3 separate regions of the Mus musculus genome follow, and regions 2 and 3 are each linked to region 1. A link is a contact called in public HiChIP or PLAC-seq data. All regions are on one chromosome and are shown on one strand. The core of a region is the stretch at or near the end of the contact, and the rest is flanking DNA. Distances in the headings are between cores, read along the strand shown. Region 1 overlaps Zan (zonadhesin). Region 2 overlaps Agfg2 (ArfGAP with FG repeats 2). Region 3 holds the start of Ufsp1 (UFM1-specific peptidase 1).

Evidence for each region. HiChIP or PLAC-seq counts read pairs in DNA pulled down with a chosen protein or histone mark.
Region 2: a FOXA1 HiChIP or PLAC-seq map of pancreatic cancer cells shows a contact between it and region 1. The contact joins two enhancer-like sites. A contact is called at or near these places in 1 of 115 datasets of contacts at active chromatin or transcription factors (pancreatic cancer cells) and 2 of 9 other capture datasets (liver and pancreatic islet).
Region 3: an HNF4G HiChIP or PLAC-seq map of pancreatic cancer cells shows a contact between it and region 1. The contact joins the promoter of Ufsp1 here to the enhancer-like site in region 1. A contact is called at or near these places in 3 of 39 promoter capture datasets (the C10 cell line, liver and stem cell-derived epiblast-like cells), 1 of 15 datasets of contacts at CTCF or cohesin (pro-B cells), 1 of 484 Hi-C or Micro-C datasets (nephron progenitors), 4 of 115 datasets of contacts at active chromatin or transcription factors (the 230-238 cell line, embryonic stem cells, large pre-B cells and 1 more) and 3 of 9 other capture datasets (adipose tissue, embryonic stem cells and pancreatic islet).

What each region holds. Positions count from the first base shown.
Region 1 is chr5:137,454,427-137,457,631 of GRCm38.p6, reverse strand. It overlaps Zan (zonadhesin), which reads left to right. Exons shown (of 88, transcript NM_011741.2): 18 at 941-1,065; 19 at 1,298-1,443; 20 at 2,237-2,380. Among named protein-coding and RNA genes, the nearest start is that of Zan, 21 kb to the left of the region's middle. Within about 2 kb of position 1,556, at least 51 of the 459 cell types and tissues checked have an H3K27ac peak or open chromatin away from gene starts, as enhancers often do. A contact at or near this core is called in pancreatic cancer cells and pancreatic islet, where this site is marked.
Region 2 is chr5:137,670,569-137,673,773 of GRCm38.p6, reverse strand. The region is part of intron 1 of Agfg2 (ArfGAP with FG repeats 2); the gene reads left to right. Among named protein-coding and RNA genes, the nearest start is that of Agfg2, 13 kb to the left of the region's middle. Within about 2 kb of position 1,728, at least 213 of the 459 cell types and tissues checked have an H3K27ac peak or open chromatin away from gene starts, as enhancers often do. A contact at or near this core is called in pancreatic cancer cells and pancreatic islet, where this site is marked.
Region 3 is chr5:137,292,906-137,296,110 of GRCm38.p6, reverse strand. Ufsp1 (UFM1-specific peptidase 1) reads right to left here and starts at 1,442. Exons shown (of 1, transcript NM_027356.2): 1 at 447-1,442. The coding sequence starts at 1,321. The coding sequence ends at 668. It overlaps Ache (acetylcholinesterase), which reads right to left. Exons shown (of 5, transcript NM_009599.4): 4 at 2,774-2,943; 5 at 1,645-1,994. The coding sequence ends at 1,873. Srrt (serrate RNA effector molecule homolog (Arabidopsis)) reads left to right here. Exons shown (of 20, transcript NM_031405.2): 19 at 1-124; 20 at 205-407. The coding sequence ends at 280. Mir8116 (microRNA 8116) reads right to left here and starts at 2,331; the gene lies at 2,235-2,331.

The sequences.
Region 1 (3,205 bases), core at 307-2,806:
CCCACAGTCCTGGAGAAACAGCTGAAGTGCCCTGCTGCTGTGGATGCTTCCCCTGGGAAAGAGACAATGACTGTAAAAGGGACTCTTGTTTTGGGGATGTGGGTCAGTTAGTAGAGGTCCTGCTTTCCAGTCCTAGAGCCTCATTAACCACTTGGAGTACTCACCTCTCCTCTCAGCACTGGGCAGCTGGAGGCAGGAAGGTCAGCACTACAAAGTCATCTCAGTTACAGAGAGTCTGAGGCTAGCCTGGGCTACTTGGGAGCCTTGTCTCACAAAAAGGGTGAGACGGAGTCACAAATGAACATGATTTCCTGAAGATGTCCCAGTCCATTGAGGGGAGACAGGCAATCTTGAAAGGAGACAATCATGGCATGGCCCTTTCCATTTGGATTCTGAGTCCTTTACTGTCTCAGAGATATATCCTGAGCCCTCTACCCTGTAGTGCCAAGTTGGACACCGCCACCACAACTAGGGTCTCAGAAAGCAGAGAATGGGTGGTACATGCTTTTAATCCCAGCATTCTGGAGGTGGAGGCAAGAAGATTTTGAGTTTTAGCTTGGCATACATAGTAAGACTGTCCCAAATCCAACAGGGACTGGGGATGTAGCTCTGTTGCTTAAGTGCCAGTTTAGACAAAGCCCTGGCTTCCACCCCCAGAGCCACCTAAGCTGGACATGGTAGCAAATATCTATAATCTGAGCACTGGAGAGGAGGAGGTGGTATCCCCAGAGTTTAAGGTCATACTCAGCAATGTGAAAAAGTTTGAAGCTAGCCTTAGATATAATGAGACCCTGTCTGAAATCAACCAGCCAACCAACCAACCAAACAAACAAACAAACAAACAACTAACAACCAACCAAACAATCAAATCACCAACCAACCAACCAAGCAAATAGTTGGTTGTGACTTAGCCCCTCAGCACTGCTCTCTCTCCATCTAGACCACTTCTTTAGGATAACAGCAAACACCGAAGAACGTGGAGTAGAAGGTGTATCCTGCCTGGACAAAGTTGTCATCTCTCTGCCAGAGACTACCGTTACCATGATCAGTGGCAGACACACATTGGTGAGTTAGTTCTATCCTTTGCTCACTCCACCAGGCCAGGCCATGGTCAGCCTGGAGACTCTGTTAGGGTTGGGACTAAGCAAAATGATGATGCTTCAAGCCAGTCTAGAGGAGAGAAGTTGGAGGGATGCCGTGGAGTGGTGATGTGCTCTGGCCTTGGATGAGGTGTTAGAGTTTTATGGTCCTACTTGACACCCCCCCCACATCAGTCTCTCTGTCTCCTCTCTCCCAGATTGGGGATCAGGAAGTCACCCTCCCAGCCATACTTTCTGATGACACCTATGTGGGTCTGAGTGGGAGATTTGTGGAGCTGAGGACAACATTTGGTTTGCGTGTGAGATGGGATGGTGACCAGCAGCTTTTTGTGACTGTGTCCAGGTAAGGGAGACGGCCTAGTCAGGCAGCCAGAACCCTCCACACCCTCGGCCTCACCCCAGGCATTTCAGTTACTTGTGGTTAATCATTTACACGTGTCCTTAAAGCTAGGCTGCATCTCACCCAAGTGGCAGAAGGGAAACAGTAGGAAGTGGAGTGAGGGCAGTGGGGTAATAGCAGATATGTACACAGGGCCTTGGGAATGTGTTATAAAGAGTCACTCGGGGACGCTCAAGAGCTGTCAGAAGAGAAGATATCATTCTTCAGGGAATAGTGGCTCCCCAGATGGGTGGACAAAGATGACAAGGGAGGTGGCTCAGCTGGTAAAGAGCTAATTCCACCCCTGGAACACACAGGCACATACAGACACACACATACAGACACACACACACACACACAGAGAGAGAGAGAGAGAGAGAGAGAGAGAGAGAGAGAGAGAGAGAGAGGAAGAGAGAGAGAGAGCACACACACACACACACACTGAGAGAGAGGGAGGGAGGGAGAGAGAGAGAGAGAGAGAGAGAGAGAGAGAGAGAGAGGAGAGAGATTTAAACCCAAGAGAGAGTAGAGTTGTTAAGCAGAAAGAACAGAGGAGACCCTGTACAGATGGCTCAGGCTGAGGCTGAGTGGGGGTCTTACATATCTGAAGCCTATCACAGACTCTTAAGAGTAGATGTTCTCAATGCATTCCTGGCTCTTACCCTCAGGGCGCACAGCTCACTGTCCTCTTGCTGTGGTCTCTGATGACTGAGACCCTTTTCCTCAGTCATGACTCACCCCTCTCCTGGACCCACAGTACCTTCTCGGGCAAACTCTGTGGTTTCTGTGGGAACTATGACGGGGACAGCAGCAACGACAACCTGAAGTCAGATGGCATGATGACACACGATGAGGAGGAGCTGAGGCTGAGCTGGCAGGTGGAAGAGGATGAGGACAAGGAGTGAGTGAGGGTCCCCACTGTGGGCTGGGACTACTCTTCCTCGACTTTTGCCCATTTTCAGATCTACCAGTGCTGGGCTTAGTTGTTCCTGTCTGTCATTCCAGAAGATGCAGGGATGTCTGGATCTGCAGACATCAAGATCTGATTTCTAAAATCCAAGAGCTGAGGATACAGCTCAGTGGTAGAGCCTAGAATCCCCCAGGGAGGAGCTGGGGGCGTGGCTCAGTGATAGAGCACCTGCCTAGAATCCCCCAGTGAGGGGCTGGGGGGCGTGGCTCAGTGGTAGAGCCCCTGCCTAGAATCCTCCAGTGAGGGGCTGGGGGCGTGGCTCAGTGGTAGAACACCTGCCTAGAATCCCCCAGTAAGGGGCTGTGGGTGTGGCTCAGTGGTAGAGCACCTGCCTAGAATCCCCCAGGGAGGGGCTGGGGGCGTGGCTCAGTGGTAGAGCCCCTGCCTAGAATCCCCCAGTGAGGGGCTGTGGGTGTGGCTCAGTGGTAGAGCACCTGCCTAGAATCCCCCAGGGAGGGGCTGGGGGCGTGGCTCAGTGGTAGAGCCTCTGCCTAGAATCCCCCAGGGAGGGGCTGGGGGCGTGGCTCAGTGGTAGAGCCCCTGCCTAGAATCCCCCAGGGACGGGCTGGGGGCGTGGCTCTTTAGTGGAACCCTTAACTAGTATGCACCAGATCCTGTATTGATCCCAGCAATGTTAAAAAAAAAAAATGAAACAAAAGTTACAAGGGGTAAAGTCTTGCCTGTGATCTTTAGGTTTCCAGGAGTATAGGAGACTTGGGACCACGCCTGGCTAATGTAGTGATATCGTCTCAAAAA
Region 2 (3,205 bases), core at 479-2,978, 220 kb before region 1:
GCACAATGGGAGTGTTGTTTATCTTCACAGTTGAACAAGGAGTGAAGTGGATTGAAGAAGAATTTATGTCAATTTTTGAAATTAGTGAAATTGGTCGTTGAGCAGGGTCGGGACTGTTGAGACCCCTAGCAGGGACTTCTTGTTATTAGTCAAAGAAATGAACTCAGTGGCTGATGGAGCCTGCTCCTGAGCCTGTCCACCTGAGTTCAAGTCTCAGGACACTTGTGGGGAGAGAGAAGGGACTCCTACCTGCTGCCCTCTGACCTCCACACGTGTGCTAGGGCACACGCTACCTAGATTGATGAAAAAGGCTTATTTATTTGTTTGTTAGAAAAGAACTGAACGGGTTTGGCTATCCTTTGATTACAAGGAGCAGAGTGGAGCTTCTAGCAGGAAAGAGACCCAAATCCAGGTTGTATGAATCCGAACACAGGCGTTCAGAGGAAAGGACTTCCCGAGTTTGAAATTGGCACTGATGTGAGGAGTTAGCTGCTGGGTGGAACTGGTTTTTTTCCACTGTTGACCTGACAGAACCTTCTTATCTCAGCCTCTCAGCGGGTTTGATGCTTCCATGGATCGAGATAGAAGCAAAAATATAGGCCAGCTTGACAGTGGCAAGGTGTGGTAGGGTGGAGATACTTGTGTGTTTAGTGTTTAATAAAATCAAAGGGGAGGGGAGAGGGACAGCAAGAGGCCTGGGAGACTGGTTGTCTGTACACGCAAGAAGTTGCCTTTGCAGAGCAGAGTCTTTTGGATGCTATTAGGAGCCTGGTTTTCAAAAGAGACCGAGAGGGAGAGGAGGGGCTGGGGATGAAGCTGGGTTGGTAGGATGCTTGCTAGCATGCAGGAAGCCCAGAGGTTGGTCATGAGGTCATAAATTGGGTATGGGCTACCAAGGGTACACCAGTATAACCCAGCATTGGGGAGGTGGAGGCAGAAGATTCCAGCATCGTCCTCTGCAATAGAGCAAGCTCAAGGTCTAGCCTAGGCTACCATACTTCAGAAAGAAGTAGGAAGGGAAAGGAGTGAATGTAGGTAATAACACTGACTTAAAGCTCAAGCCATAGTAGTCAGTTTGCTTTCTATTGCTTCCTCCGGGGGATTCAGAGATGCTCAGTGGGTAAGAGCTCTGAGCTCGGATCCCCAACACCCATGTGAAAAGCTAGGCATGTACATGTAACAGTAGCAGTGTGGGAGATGGAGGCAGGGGGATTGCTGGGATTTTTCTGGCTGCCAGCCTCGCTCCAAGTTCAGCCTTGGGAATAAGGCATCAAGTGATAGACCCGGACTCTAATGTCTTTCCCCAGCCTCCCCACAGGCTTGCATGTACACACACACACACACACACACACACACACACACACACGCAAATAAACTAATTTAAGTTAATTTAAAATGATTGCCCTATTCAGGCTGGGCAAGTAAATTTAATTCTGAGTTTGTCTGGCATGGGTGTGCCATCACACAAGAGTAGTAGCTCCTTCTCATTTGGGGGTGTTGTGGGGAAAGACCTGAGTTTTGTTGGGGACACTGGATGCTAGCCAGAGGGTTGGGTCTGTTTCATTCCAGGCCAGTGAGTCACATCTGGCCCATCACATGACCCTGAAACTCACATGACCCTGGACTGGACCCAACTAAATGCAAAACACCTAGGCCACTGCTGGCAGGAAAGGGTTTCTACATCTGTGTTCCTAGCCAGCAGTAGCCTCCGTATGATTCAGAGAGACATCGTCTGACTCATAGGCCCTCTTCCCTGGGCTGCAGCCTCCTTCTGGAGTGTTCTCCCTGCCCCCCAGACTGACTGTGGTTATTCATAATCGAGTCCCCAGACACCAAGGTCAGAGCGGTGCTCTCTGTCCTGTACTGCAGAGACATCCTGTTCCCTTCAGATACATTCAGGCCCTGTGTTTTCCAATTGCTTCCCAGCCTTCCTTCATCTTCCCCTCCCAAAACGCCCCTCCTAAAACACCCCTCCTGTCCACACTCGGGCAGACGGTGAGTCTGCTGCTCTATGCAGTCTGCTTTTGATTGATTCCTGCCTGAGTTTCCCCTCCCTCTCCTTCCCCTCCCTGTCCCCCTCACAAGGAAGCGCCTCTGTGTTTACAACTGCTAACAGTTCCTGGTTGTCCTTTTCAGGAAATGTCAGCGACCTTCTTATGATGGGTTTAGAATCTGCTTTTCTAATGTAAACATAATAAATTTCACTGTTCCCATGACCAGTTCTCTTCCTTTCCCACTGCTAACATCCTGAATCATTCTCCCTAATCCATCAAGTGTCCAACTGGATGGCATCTATTGCAGTGAATACACTTGGCTTCCTGAGTCCCCACCCGGTGTGTATGTGTGTTTGTGTGTGTGTGTGTGTGTGTGTGTCTGTGTCTGTGTCTGTGTGTGTGTGTGTGTGTGTGTGTGTCTGTGTGTGTGTGTGTGTGTGTGTGTGTGTGTGTGTATGCGCGCGCGTATGCATGTGGAGACCAGAGGTCAATTTTGAGAGTCATTCCTCAGCTACTAGAGTGGCTGGGCTATAGCTCATCTGGTAGAGTGCTCATGCCCTGTACATGATGCCCCTAGCACTGTATAGCAAGGCACATGGTGGTCTCCAACACTTGGGAAGTGGAGAGACAGTGGGATTGGGGGATCAAGGCCATCCTCAACCACAAAGCAAGTTCGAGGCCAACCTGGACCCTGTCTCAAAAATCCGAGACGGAAGCGGGCTGCCTCAGACTAAAAACCAAACTAAATCAAGTCATTAGTGAGCAAGCGCTCAGAGAAAGACTGCCTGGGAAACCTGATCCCAGCAGACTCCAGGAGAGATCCTATTTAAGAGCTATTGTTTGCTACAGGACCCAAGTTCTGCTGTCTGCTTCCCTCTCATCTTTCCTTAGATGTCACCCTCTTGGATACTGCTTGTCATTTTATAAGGGCATCTGGAGAGTCTTTACTCAAAAGTCTAGTGGCAGAGTGGCTGGAAAATGACCTCGTCTGTAGCCTCCTGTGTCCCAGCCCTCTCTAAAGCCCCTTAAATGAGCAATTTATCACCCAGAAGAAGCCAGCCTTCACTGTTCACTCTGTGGCTTGGCATCTGCCCTGTCTCCACGCTCTGCCATCACTTATGCTGGCATGGTCACGGCCAATTCTTCCAAACTTGGCACGGATACCTTCATGCTGTGCATGCTACCTGTGAGTGTGACTATATTTTCCTACT
Region 3 (3,205 bases), core at 193-2,692, 160 kb after region 1:
GTGCTGTCCGCCCTGCAGTCCCAACAGGAGGGCCTCCATACCCCCATGCTCCATATGGTGCCGGCCGTGGGAACTATGATGCTTTTCGAGGCCAAGGCGGTTATCCTGGGAAACCTCGGAACAGGTGAGCACGAACGATGCCCAGGCTGCCTTTCCCCGTCTCTGACTATAGGGACATCTGTTCACATTTCCTTTATCTCACAGGATGGTTCGAGGAGACCCAAGGGCCATAGTGGAGTATCGGGACCTGGATGCCCCGGATGATGTTGACTTCTTTTGAGCCATCCATGTCCCCTCCTGCATTGCTACATCAGTACCCGTGACCACTTTATCCCATCAGCTGAAAAGTTTTTTGTACGTTATTTTACCCGCTAGTAAAAACACTTTGGTAGTGTGTGTTAACTGTGTGCTGTATGTCCCTTCCCAAACACAGGCTGGGCCATAGTAAGCTGAATTACGCCAATTTATTATTTTTCAGAACAGTATCTCTAATTCCAGCTTGGCCTTGCTGTGTAGACCAAGTTGGCTTTGAACTCAGATTCACCTGCCCGTATCATTGTGCCAGGCCCAAACTTGATCGCGGTGGGGGCCTGTGCGAAGTAAATAGGTGGCTGTGTTTAGTCTCAGTTCTGGGATCTACCCAACGGTGCAGGTAGGGCGTGGTGATTCAGAGATTTCTGGTGAAGCACAAGTTGTAGAAGGAATTGGAATCAAAGACGCTTTTTACCTTTTGCCAGCCCACCCATCCAGCAGCTTGTAGTTCACAACGGTTTTTTGGAGTGCCCCAGTAGTGTGGGTCCAGTATCAAGACATAGACTTCTGAACCTGGCCCCTCACAGATCCCCAGCAGGGCCTTGGACTGGGCATCTGCATCTCCTCCTACCATTACTGGGCCCCCACCCGTTGTAAAGTGTGAATAAAGCCGCTCCTCTTCTCCCCTAAGCCCTACTCCGCGGGGCAAGTGGCATAGGCGCCCTTGAGGTCCTCCGAAGTGTTCTAGGCAGAGACTGGCCTCTACACAGCCGATCCAGTTACGGGAGCCCCGGAATCCGGGGGGCTTGTCGCCCATGGCCTCTAGGGCTCCCTGCAAGGCTGGCAGTCCAGGCACGCCCGAGGACTGGCCCCCTGGCCAGGAGCACAGCGTCTGCAGGGTGCGGTAGCCGCATCCCCAGCCACGGTCATCCAGTCCATCGCAACCATAGTGATAGTAAAGGTAGTGGCCTGAGAGGAGGGCCAGTCGGGCGGGATCATGGCAGGGCACAGGCAGGCCCAGGTGCACGTCCTTCAGCAGCTCCAGGGTGCTCGGTAGAGCAGCTGTCATCGAGGCAGGGCCAATTCCGGGTTCCTGGTGTTTTCTGGGACTAGCTACGGGCAGTGTGGGCACGTAGAACCGGAGAACTCTCAGCAAGCAGGCTAGCGGCAGGAGAGATGATTCCACAGGCAGACGAATTAAGGAGCCTTCTAAAAGGCGCCGGCAAACCAGCCTGGCTGCGCAGTCGCAGGCTCCGCCCCTAGGGGCGGGCCCAGCGCTTGCTTCCGCCGGATGCTGCGGGCAGGGTGCCTCAGTGCTCACCAATCCCGAGGCTTCTGTTCCCAGCGTCTCTGACCTCATCCCCGCCCCAACTTCCCGCGTGTTGCACAGACTCTGGTGGCTGTAACAGTTTATTGGCGGCCCAGAGGGGCGAAGGCACCGCGGGGAGGGGAGCTTAGCCCAAGACATGCAGAAGATGGGGAGCCCCTAGTGGGAGGAAGTCGGGGAGGAGTGGACAGGGCCTGGGGGCTCGGTCGTATTATATCCCAGCCCTTAAATAAATAGTGTATATACAGCTAGGGGCTCGGGCAGGGCGGCAGGACCTGGGGTCCCCCAAGGGGTCACAGGTCTGAGCAGCGCTCCTGCTTGCTATAGTGGTCGAACTGGTTCTTCCAGTGCACCATGTAGGAGCTCCAGCGGTGGAACTCGGCCTTCCACTGGCGCTCCGCCTCGTCCAGAGTATCTGCGGCCAGGGCACCCCGCAAGAGTGGGAGAAACGGAACAGGTCGGGTAGTGGAGACCGGTCGTGAGTGCGCCGGCACACACGCATTGTCGGAGGCCGAGCGGGGTGGTGGAAAGAGAACAGTGGATGATCCGGAGAATGAAGGGAGAGGTGGAACAGGAAGGAGAGGAAGAGATAAAAATCACCGGAAGACGGAGGGGAGGGACAGGATCAGAGTGGGAGAAGGGTTCATGGGTTAGTGGGGAAAAGAGAGAAGATACAGAAATAGTTGGCGATTATAAGGCCCTTTGGCTGACGCCAACTAGCCCCGGATCCTTCTCCCCTCAACACCAGGCTCAAGCTCCAAAGGATAATTTTTTACATTAAAAAAAAAAAAATCCTGTTTTTTGAATTTTTGTTTAACAAAGATCCCTGAGTCTGTCCATTTTGTCTCGGCTTGAGAATGGAGTGGGGTTCTGTATCCCTGAGAGGGGCCCCTTCTCAGCTACACACTAGAGTAAGTGTGCTTTGAGACCAGAAGGGGAAAGGATTGCAGTTAGAGCCACGGAAGCCCGGAGTGGAGGAGGAAAAGGAAGAAGAGGAGGGACAGGGCTAAGTCCGGCCCGGGCCTCGGGGCCGCCTCCCCATGGGCGGGGCTTGGGCAGGTGCAAGGAGCCTCCGTGGCTGGGGAGGTGGAGAAGAGAGGGATTACACCCTGTGTTTTGCACCCCATCTCTCTCCCCTCCTTCCAACCCTTGCCGCCTTGTGCATTCCCTGCTCCCCCCACTCCATGCGCCTACCGGTGGCGCTGAGCAATTTGGGGAGAAAGCGATTCCAGAAGGCGCAGGTCTGGGCGCGCAGTCCCCGCCGCACCTCTAAGGGCTTCAGGTTCAGGCTCACATATTGCTGCGCGGCAGTGGTGTACGGTGGCCACTGTGGAGATTTGGAGTCTCGAGGGTCATTGGGGTCCCTGAGGAAGGAAAGGGAAATCTCAGCCTGCCCAGAGGAATAAGGAATGAAGACGTGGATCCTTTTCCTGACTCTGGACCCTCTTCAACTCTTAACACCCAACTCTCTTCTCCCTACTCCAGCCAGCCCCCCACCCCCGCCCTCGCCCCGTGTGAGTGTGTGTGTGTGTGTGTGTGTGTGTGTGTGTGTGTGTGAGAGAGAGAGAGAGAGAGAGAGAGAAATGAGTGCTGCCAATGCTTCTGCCTCAGTTTCCCAGAGTACGG